Linked DNA regions of Sus scrofa: region 1 is linked to region 2. The links are chromatin contacts, called in public Hi-C maps. All regions are on one chromosome and are shown on one strand. Each heading gives the region's core, a stretch centred on a gene start, on an enhancer-like site or on the middle of the called end of the contact. The rest is flanking DNA. Distances are from core to core; before and after follow the strand shown. Region 1 overlaps SVIL (supervillin). Region 2 overlaps SVIL (supervillin).

What was found. Hi-C and Micro-C count contacts between places; a contact is called where the count stands out from the background.
Region 1: a Hi-C map of skeletal muscle shows a contact between it and region 2, with 3 times the contacts expected there. The contact joins two enhancer-like sites. A contact is called at or near these places in 2 of 47 Hi-C or Micro-C datasets (heart right ventricle and skeletal muscle) and 2 of 2 datasets of contacts at active chromatin or transcription factors (alveolar macrophages and skeletal muscle).

Annotation. Positions count from the first base shown.
Region 1 is chr10:41,316,168-41,320,993 of Sscrofa11.1, reverse strand. All of the region lies in intron 3 of SVIL (supervillin), which reads right to left. Among named protein-coding and RNA genes, the nearest start is that of SVIL, 140 kb to the right of the region's middle. Within about 2 kb of position 1,638, at least 28 of the 83 cell types and tissues checked have an H3K27ac peak or open chromatin away from gene starts, as enhancers often do. A contact at or near this core is called in skeletal muscle, where this site is marked.
Region 2 is chr10:41,244,453-41,248,959 of Sscrofa11.1, reverse strand. The region is part of intron 2 of SVIL (supervillin); the gene reads right to left. Among named protein-coding and RNA genes, the nearest start is that of SVIL, 70 kb to the right of the region's middle. Within about 2 kb of position 2,184, at least 4 of the 83 cell types and tissues checked have an H3K27ac peak or open chromatin away from gene starts, as enhancers often do. A contact at or near this core is called in skeletal muscle, where this site is marked.

The DNA.
Region 1 (4,826 bases), core at 389-2,888, 73 kb before region 2:
CCATTGTGGCTCAGCAGAAGCGAACCCGACTGGTATCCATGAGGATGCGAGTTCAATCCCTGGTCTCACTCAGTGAGTTAAGGATCCAGTGTTGTCATGAGCTGTGGTGTAGGTCACAGACACAGCTCAGATCCCGCATTGCTGTGGCTCTGGTGTAGGCTGGTGGCTACAGCTCCGATTAGACCCCTAGCCTGGGAACCTCCATATGCCACAAGTGTGGTCCTGAAAAGCAAAAAAAAAAAAAAAATCAATCAAGTAGCTATTTCCCTTGGGTGCAAAGCTGTGGCTCTTATCCAACCCTACTCCTTCAACCTTACTGTCAAAGAGAACAGAGAGGAGTAAGGAATGTCATTTTGGAAGAGAAATGTACAGGGAGAGGTCATTCTAGAGCACGTTCCGTCTAACCTGCATCGCGACATCATCTGTCCACTTGTGACAGCCCTCAAACCCGGGTCCCCCGGCTCCTAGGACTGTTCTTTGTGCTGTCCCACATTACTGCCCAGCGATGGTTCTCCACGTATGACCTCACCCCCTAGAAAGGCTTCACTATAAAACTCGATCAAGTCTCTATATGGACATGGAGAATAGACTTGCAGTTGCCAAACGGGAGTGGATGGGGGGTGGGGTGGACAGGAAGTTTGCGGTTTGCAGATGCAAACTATCATATATAGAATGGATCAACCACAAGGTCCTACTGTACAGCCCAGGGAACTATATTCAGTATCGTGAGATAAAACAAAATTGAAAAAGGATGTGCGTGTGTGTACACACACACACACACCTCTCCATATCTGAGTCACTTTGCCGTACAGTAGAAATTATCACATCGTAAATCAACCACACTTTAAAAAAAGGGGGGGAGGGGGAGTTCCCACTGTTCTACCAAAGGTTTGGAATTCAGCGGCAGCAGCTCAGGTCCCTGCAGAGCCATGGGTTTGATCCCCGGCCTGGGCGGTGGCTTACATGCCTCTGGCATTGCTGCACCTGTGGAATAGGTTGCAGCTGTAGCTTGGATTCAATCTCGGGAACTTTCAGATGCTGAGGGTGTGGCCACTGAAAAATAAGGGATTCTGCGTCTCGAAAACATCCTGGACTAAATGGAAAAGAGTCAGCAGTTCCTGATTAAGTCCATAATAATAAGTCCTGATACAGGACTTGACAGCACAGGTTACACAGTGAGCAGAGCCCTAGGAAAATACATGAGCTATGCCCCTCTGTTCTTTGGGATGTCACCTCCCACTTTCCACCCAGTGACTGCCAAGGACAATGCATATTCAAGCACCACAGGGCACTCGAATTAATTGAGCGGTACTAGGCCACCTCTCCAGGGTTTGGGCTCCAGGCTCCTTACAGAATGCAAGCCCATGGCCACCCTCTCTGCTGGCCTGTCCCCAGGCGCCAGCCTTCTCAGCCTGCCTGCTGGTCTGCCTAATAAGGCCATGTGCAAGCTGACTGGCTGGCTGGCTTCTGGGTCACCTACTGTTCACCGTACAAACTGGGGGGGCTCGCGAGCAAAGCCAGAGCCTACCTTTTGGCAGACAAAGGGTTAGCTGCTGCCAAAGCTCTTAAAAGGCTGCACAGTTGGGCCATTGACATAATAATAGAAACCTCCTCCAGCTGAGCCTGCCAGACTCCAGCCTGGGGATCAGCTTTCTGGGTTAAAGGAACTTCACTTGGGCTGTGGCCTGGAGCAAGAGGCCATACAAGGGAAAGTTCTTTGCTCCAGGCCCTTCCAGGCTCCGACAAAGACCGCACACCATCAGTCTGTGGAGCAGCCTATTCAGCCTGCACCCTGACTCCTCCAGAGGCCCCCACTTCAAAAATAGCAACAGACCCTCTCCAGAGAGATTGCATGTCCTGGGTCCTTAAAGGAGAGTCACTGGGTCAGGTGCCGGAACAACCTTTTTTATTTTTTAGGTTTTTTTTTCTTTTAGGGCCGCTAGGGGTCAAATCAGAGCCACAGCTGCTGGCCTCCGCCACAGCCACAGCAACTGGGGATCTGGGCTGTGTCTGCAACCTACACTGCAGCTCACGGCCACGCCAGATCTTTAACCCATTGAGTGTGGCTAGGGATCGAACTCACGTCCTCGTAGATTCTAGTCAGGTTCTTAACCCGCTGAGCCACAATGGAAACTCCAGCTTTTGTGATTTATTCCCATTATTTAAGGCCCAGTGAGAGGGCCCAGGAGCACTATTAGTCCCTTCATCCTTCCACTGTCAACCTTGTGGCTCTCTGATTCTGGTGTTTTTTTTTTTTTTTTTTTTTTTTTTGGTCTTTTTAGGGCTGCACCCACGGCATATGGAGGTTCCCAGGCTAGGGGTCCAATCAGAGCTACAGCTGCTGGCCTACACCACAACAACGCAGGATCTGAGCCACATCTGCAACCTAAACCACAGCTCATGGCAATGCTGGAGCCTTAACCCAATGAGTGAGGCTAGGGATCGAACCTGCATCCTCATGGATGCTAGCTGGGTTTGTTAACTGCTGAGCCACAATGGGAACTCTGCTCTTTGATTCTGAATTAGCCCTTCCACCAAGGACATGGCCAGGAAAAGCAAAGGCGAGAGAGGCTTAGCTCCTGGTCATGAGCTCTGTCCACTAAGACTCCTGGAGGCACAAGCCTGGATGGCCTGAACCATCCTGCAAAAAGTTCAGAGGTCAAACCTCAGGACATTCGGAATTACAAACTAAAGATACAAAAGCAGGAAAAAAAATGAGTAAATTAATTTCTCAAATATTCAGCAGTGATGACTGAGCCTGTCTTGTTTATTCCAATGAAATGCAATGTCATAAAAGAAAATTCCTTAATAGAAAAACTAAAAATTATAGGAAAAAAAAAATTCCTCCCTTCTAGTCCCTGTGACCCCCTCCTAACGACAGAGATAGGACCGAATTACCCTCCCCCTGGGCATTTCTAGCTTAAGCGGGGCTGTCTAACAAGATTCCACACAAGAGATCTATTCATAGACTTGATTATGTTAGACGAGCAAGTGACACTTGGTTTGGAAGGTATATATTTAGTCGAGAGCCATTTAGCAGAACTAGAACCACTGTACACACTCCTGCCCCTGGAAATTAAAACTGTGCCAATTACATCAGCAGATGATGGATTTTTATCAGATTTTTTTTCCCCTTCAGAAGAGGAAAGAATGGGAGTTCCCACTGCGGCTCAGCGGGTAAAGAACCCAACTGGTATCCATGAGGGCTCCGGTTTAAGCCCTGGCCAGGCTCGGTGGGTTAAGGATCAAGCATTCCTGTGAGTTGTGGTGTAGATTGAAAACCTGGCTTGGATCTGGCGTTACTGTGGCTGTGGCCTAGGCTCTGATTTGACCTCTAGCCAGGGAACTTATACACCATGGGTGCAGCCCTAATAAGAAAAGTAAATAAATAAAAGAAGAGAAAAGAATGTTTTCAATATGTATGTTACATCTTTTTCACTATTAGACTACATGTGCTATTTGATTAGGGGGGCAGACAGTGATTTTAAAGTGATTAAGCATTAAATCTTCATTTGCTACCTTTTAATAGAACACATTATTTTCAAGCACATTATCAGGCTATTTTTATGGGAATATTTTTAACCCAGGCACATGTTTACCCTGTGTTCAGCTTAAAAGAGGCTGCTAGAGCTTTAAACCTCCTCCTGCAGGACTGATTTAACCTAGTCCCAGTTCTCAACATCTAGAAGCATTAACTCAAGTACTAACCTTTCTTTTAAGTCATTAAAACCGGATTCTTTAATTGCACGATGTCTCCCCCTAGTGGCAGAAAGGAGTGGATGCACTTTCCCAAGTCAATTTTACAACCACCACTCAGAAAAGCAAAGCAAAGCCTGAAGTCAGGACAAATTTGTTTACAGCAGCTTTAAAATCTCTAAGATATGTAAGAACTTAAATGTTAGCAGATTATTTCATTCAATTGCTCGGAAACTATGCATTGAGTGACCTATAGACCAAGTCCATTTCTGGTGCTGGGCAAAAAGCATCAGTGAGAACATTCCATTCTAAGCAATAAACAGCTCATACAAAGGTATGGCATCATGTCCCACACGCCCAGTGGCCTTTTATTTTAATGTATGTGAAATATATGTTATGTGATCTAAATACCAAATACTCTGAAATGCTAGTGGTTTGGTATTGCTGGCACAACTCCTAGACTGTCACTGTCACTTGCCTCTATCTTCCCTGCCCCACAAGCAGACCCAGAGCCTTTCACCTGTATCCTCACCAAGTACCTGCTGAACAAAATGACCATGGGCTGTCTGTACCCATGCCATCCCAACTTTTTTTTTTCGTATTAGGGCCACACCCATGGAATATGGAAGTTCCCAGGCTAGGCGTCAAATTGGAGCTGCAGCTGCTAGCCCACACCACAGCGACAGCAACGTGGGATCTAAGGCTCATCTGTGACCTACACCACAGTCATGGCAAAATGGGATCCTTAATGCACTGAGTGAAGCCAGGGATTAAATCCACATCCTCAAGGACAGCAGTCAGGTCCTTAACCTACTGAGCCACAACAGGAACTCCACAACTAACAAGGCTTTCTGATCAGCTACATGAAAGGGCTCTCGCTGTTTTCAGTTGTGCATATTCTCCACGAAAATATTGAGAGCTTTAAGACTGAGGCAGTCTCACAAAAGAAGCAGTACGTCTAATGCAATAATCGACCACAATAATATATTCCCTTGGGGACAAATAGTCCTGAATGTGTGAGTTCTTACAGGGTGTTAGGACACACCAGGGAAGCAGAGAGCATGCTAATGCCAGCCTGGAACCCTGGACCTGGCCGTGTGCAGCCCCACGCTGAGAAGGGGTCTTACTCG
Region 2 (4,507 bases), core at 935-3,434:
GTACATCTTGCACTTTTTTCCCCAAGTGAAAAACAAACACAAATTTTAAAACCTATTGATAGGCAAACTGTGTTTGCTAAGGAACTACACACTAAGTGCTGGCATTCACTGTCATATTCTTCTCATCCACCCTGATGGCAGGCAAGTGCGATGAGTCCTGACTTGGGGTCCACTGTCCCCTCCTCACTCTCATCATCCAGGTGCCTGCTACAGAGGAGGGTCTCCAAAGCTTCAAGTCTGAGGAGCCCCTTTCCAATGCCAACATTTCTTTGTATCCGTCCCATGCCAGCAGTGGTGTTTTGAGTAAGATAATATTGAAAGGCTGTTATGAATTCAGCAGTGCATATCACAGGTTTATATTTTATTATTTTTTCTTTTTAGGGCCGCACCTGCAGTATATGGAAGCTCCCAGGCTAGGGGTTGAATCTGAGCTGCAGCTGCAACCTACACCACAGCCACAGCAACACCAGATCCCGTGTCACCACTGCAACCTATGCCACAGCTTGTGGCAATGCTGGATCCTTAACCCACCAGGCAAGGCTGAGGATCAAACCTGCATCCTTGTGGACACTATGTCAGCTTCTTAACCACTGAGCTACAGTGGGACCTCCACATGTTTATATTCTATAAGTCACAGCACTTAGGAGCATTTCAAGTAGTGTTCTTGCAGTGTACCTGAAGCTAATACAACATTGTAAGTTAACAACAACAAAAAAGACATTATAGAGTCTCTAGAGAGGCCCATTCTTCTTCTTTACCAAAACTCCGTGTTACCTTTTTTTTTGGGGGGGGGGGGCTGTGCCCACAGCATGTGAAAGTTCCAGGACCAGGGATTTAACCCATGCCGCAGTAGCAACCTGAGCCACTACAGTGACAACACTGGATCTTTAACCCACTAGGCCATCAGGGAACTCCTCATCCTTTTATATACTAATTTTTAAAAATTGACCCTTGTCAGTACATTTTGGTATAATAAATTTATTCTGTCTTAAAAATAAGTAAAAATAAAAATAAAAAGTAGTGCCCTTGTGCGTCACAATTTAGCCTGCAGTCGATGCTTAGAACAACACACAGGCAGACTTTGGGGTTCCAGACCACTGCAGTAAAGTGAATACTGGGATAAAGTGAGTCACATGGGGTTTTTGGCTTCCTGACGCATATAAAGGTTACAGTTACACTGCATTGTGTCTTAAATAAAAAAAACCCCAAGGTATATCTACCTTAATTAAAAATACTCTATTGGTAAAAAATGCTCACCATCCTCTGCTTTCAGCGAGTTGTAGCGGTAACATCAAAGATCACTGATCACAAGTCACCAGAGCAGGTGTAATAATAATGAAAAAGTTGGAAATACTGTGAGAGTTACTGACTGTGACACAGACACAGGAAGGGAGCAAATGCTGTTGGGAAAAAAAAAGGTGCCCATAGATTTGCTCAATATGGCAGAGCCACAAACCCTGAGTTTGTAAAAAACACCGTTATCTGTGAAAGGTAACCAAGCGAGGTGTGCCTGCTAATTCCTCCAGCCCCCATGGACCTCGGAAGGGCAGGTGCATAGCATCTGCTGGGTAACAAGGCAGTGGTACAAAGACGGAAAAAAGTTAACTCAGGCAGCAAGAAAGCGTTGAAGGACTTTTAAAGAAAAGTAATTTAAAGGTTCAAGTAGAAGAGACTGGAACACAAAATCGAGGAGAGAAGAGAAACAAGATAAATCCTGAAGTTCTCTCTCTTTAAGAAGACAAAATGGTCTGGGCAATAGATCTTAAGCATCCCAAAGCAGTTCAGGGAACTCTCCTACCTTCCTGGGGCCAGTGGGGTGAGGGATGGGGTTGGCGGGGGCGGTGGGGGGGGAACAGTACAGCCACTCTGGAAATCAGTTTGGTTAAGTTTTTATAAAGCCAAACAGATTCTGACCACATGGCCCAGCAATCCCATTCCTAGGTTATTTATTCAAAAAAAAAATGAAAACATACATTCCTATAAAAACCTGTATGTGAGTATTATGGAGGTATTGGTTATCATCACCAAAAATTTCAAACAACCCAAAGGTCCTTCACCTGGTGAATGAATAAGCAAACCCTACATCCATAATGGAATACCCCTCAGTGATAACTAGGAGCAAACTACCGATAACACACAACAGCACTGGTGCATCTCAAACAGCTGTGGACTGTATGATTCCATTTATAGGACATTACAGCCAAAGCAAAACTATTAGAACAGAAAACAGATCAGTGGTTACCAGGGGATGAGGCTGAAGGAACATTTCAGGGTGACGGAAATTTACATTTTTGCTTATGGTGGTTACACAACTGTATGCACTTAACAAAACTCACAGCTGTACACTTTTTAAAAGAGCACAGCCCTGTAATGACAAAGAAGAAAAAAAGAGAAAGAGTGAATGTTACTGAATGTAATCACATACTGATACACCCAACATTTTTTTTCTTTTTTTCTTTTCATACCCCTCAAGGCAGATGAAAGTTCCCGGGCCAGGGATTGAATCTGAGCCACAGCTGCAACCTACACGACAGCTGCAGCAATGCCGGACCCTTAACCCCCTGTGCCACAGTGGGAACTCCCACGTCTGACTTTTTAAAAGCAGCTCAGAGCAATTACACCAACAAGATTACCACATGGAATGGGGCTCTTAGGACCTTCTACAAGGTTCTAAAGACCATTTTCCATCTTCGTCAATGAACTCTCACCCCTGTTTTCTTCCCATGTAATATTTATAGGAAGATTATTGGTTGCTCACTGGTAGGAGACAAAGCTCCATTAATCTTACAAAATTTCTTAAAGTAACCTCTGAGTGTTAGCTAATTATGGGAACTCCACTGTACTAAAAATAGACACAAGCATGTGGCTCTTCTGCCTCATTTTTTTTTTTTTTTGTCTTTTTGCCTTTTCTAGGGCCGCTCCCGTGGCATATGGAGGTTCCCAGGCTAGGGGTTGAATCAGAGCTGTAGCTGCCAGCCTATGCCACAGCCACAGCAATGCAGGATCCGAGCTGCATCTGCAATCTACACCACAGCTCACGGCAAAGCCAGATCCTTAACCCACTGAGCAAGGTCAGGGATCGAACCTGCAACCTCACAGTTCCTAGTCAGATTCATTAACCACTGAGCCATGACAGGAACTCCCTTCTGCCTCATATTATATACATGCCTGCTAATCACTAAGGAAAGAATTAAGACTCCAGCAGCTCTGTCCATCAACATATTCCCACGATAAAACAATTACATCACTAGGAAGTCCAGGTACTTATGTTCCTATGGTACATATGTTCCACATGTTGAACTACACTTAAGGTAGACCAAGGTCACAGCTTAAATTGTTAGGCAAGTGCTGAATCTAAGACAAATTCGACTCTTGAATTGCAAACCTTATGAGGGTAGGAAAATCAAAATCATCACTGGACTACTGAACAACAAAACTGCTCTATGATTTGGTCTACACATGCAGACCAAAAGCAACGTGTTCCTTCCTTCATTTGATACCCTGCAGATACATCTTGATTGCCTATGTGTGCTAGGCATGAAAGATACATGCGTGTCATTGTAAATCCCTGTCTGTGTGGGGTTTACATTCTCTTGGGAGGGATAATGAATTATAAATAAATGAATGGACAAATAAACCAAGTGATTAATCAATAATAGACCAAATGTCAGTTCGTAAGAGCTGAGAAGGAAAAGCAGGGTAAGAACCCAACGCAATCTACAGATTTAATACAATAACTATCAAATTATCCACGACATTTTTCACAGAACTAGAACGCACAACTTGGTAATGTATATGGAACCATAAAAGTCCCAGAATTGCCAAAGCAGTCCTGAGGAACAAAAACCAAGCAGAAGGCATAACTCTACCAGACTTCAGACAATATTACAAATCTACAGTAATCAAGACAGCGTGGTAATGATACAAAAACAGACATATGGATGAATAGAACAGAATAGAGAGCCCAGAAATAACCCCAGACAGCTATGGTAAATTAATCTTCAACAAAGGAGGCAGTATATAAAATGGGAAAAAGACAGTCTCTTTAGCAAATGGTGCTGGGAAAACTGGACAGTTGCATGTAAGTCATTGAAACTGGTACACAACCTTACACGATGCACACAAATAAACTCAAAATTGCTTAAAGACTTAAACATAAGACAAGACACCATAAAACTTCTAGAAGAGAATATAGGCAAAACATTCTCTGACATCAACCGTATAAATGTTTTCTTAGGTCAGTCTCCCAAGGCAATAGAAAGAAAAACAAAAATAAACCAATGGGACTTAATCAAACTAATAAGCTTTTATACAGCAAAGGAAACCATTAAAAAAAAATGAAAAGGCAACCTATGGAATGGGAGAAGATAGTTGCAAATTATGCAACCAGCAAGGGCTTAATCTCCAAAATATACAAACAGCTCATACAACAACAGGAAAAAAAAAAAAAACTCCAAGTGAAAAATGGGCAGAAAACCTGAAGAGACATTTCTCCAAAGACGACATA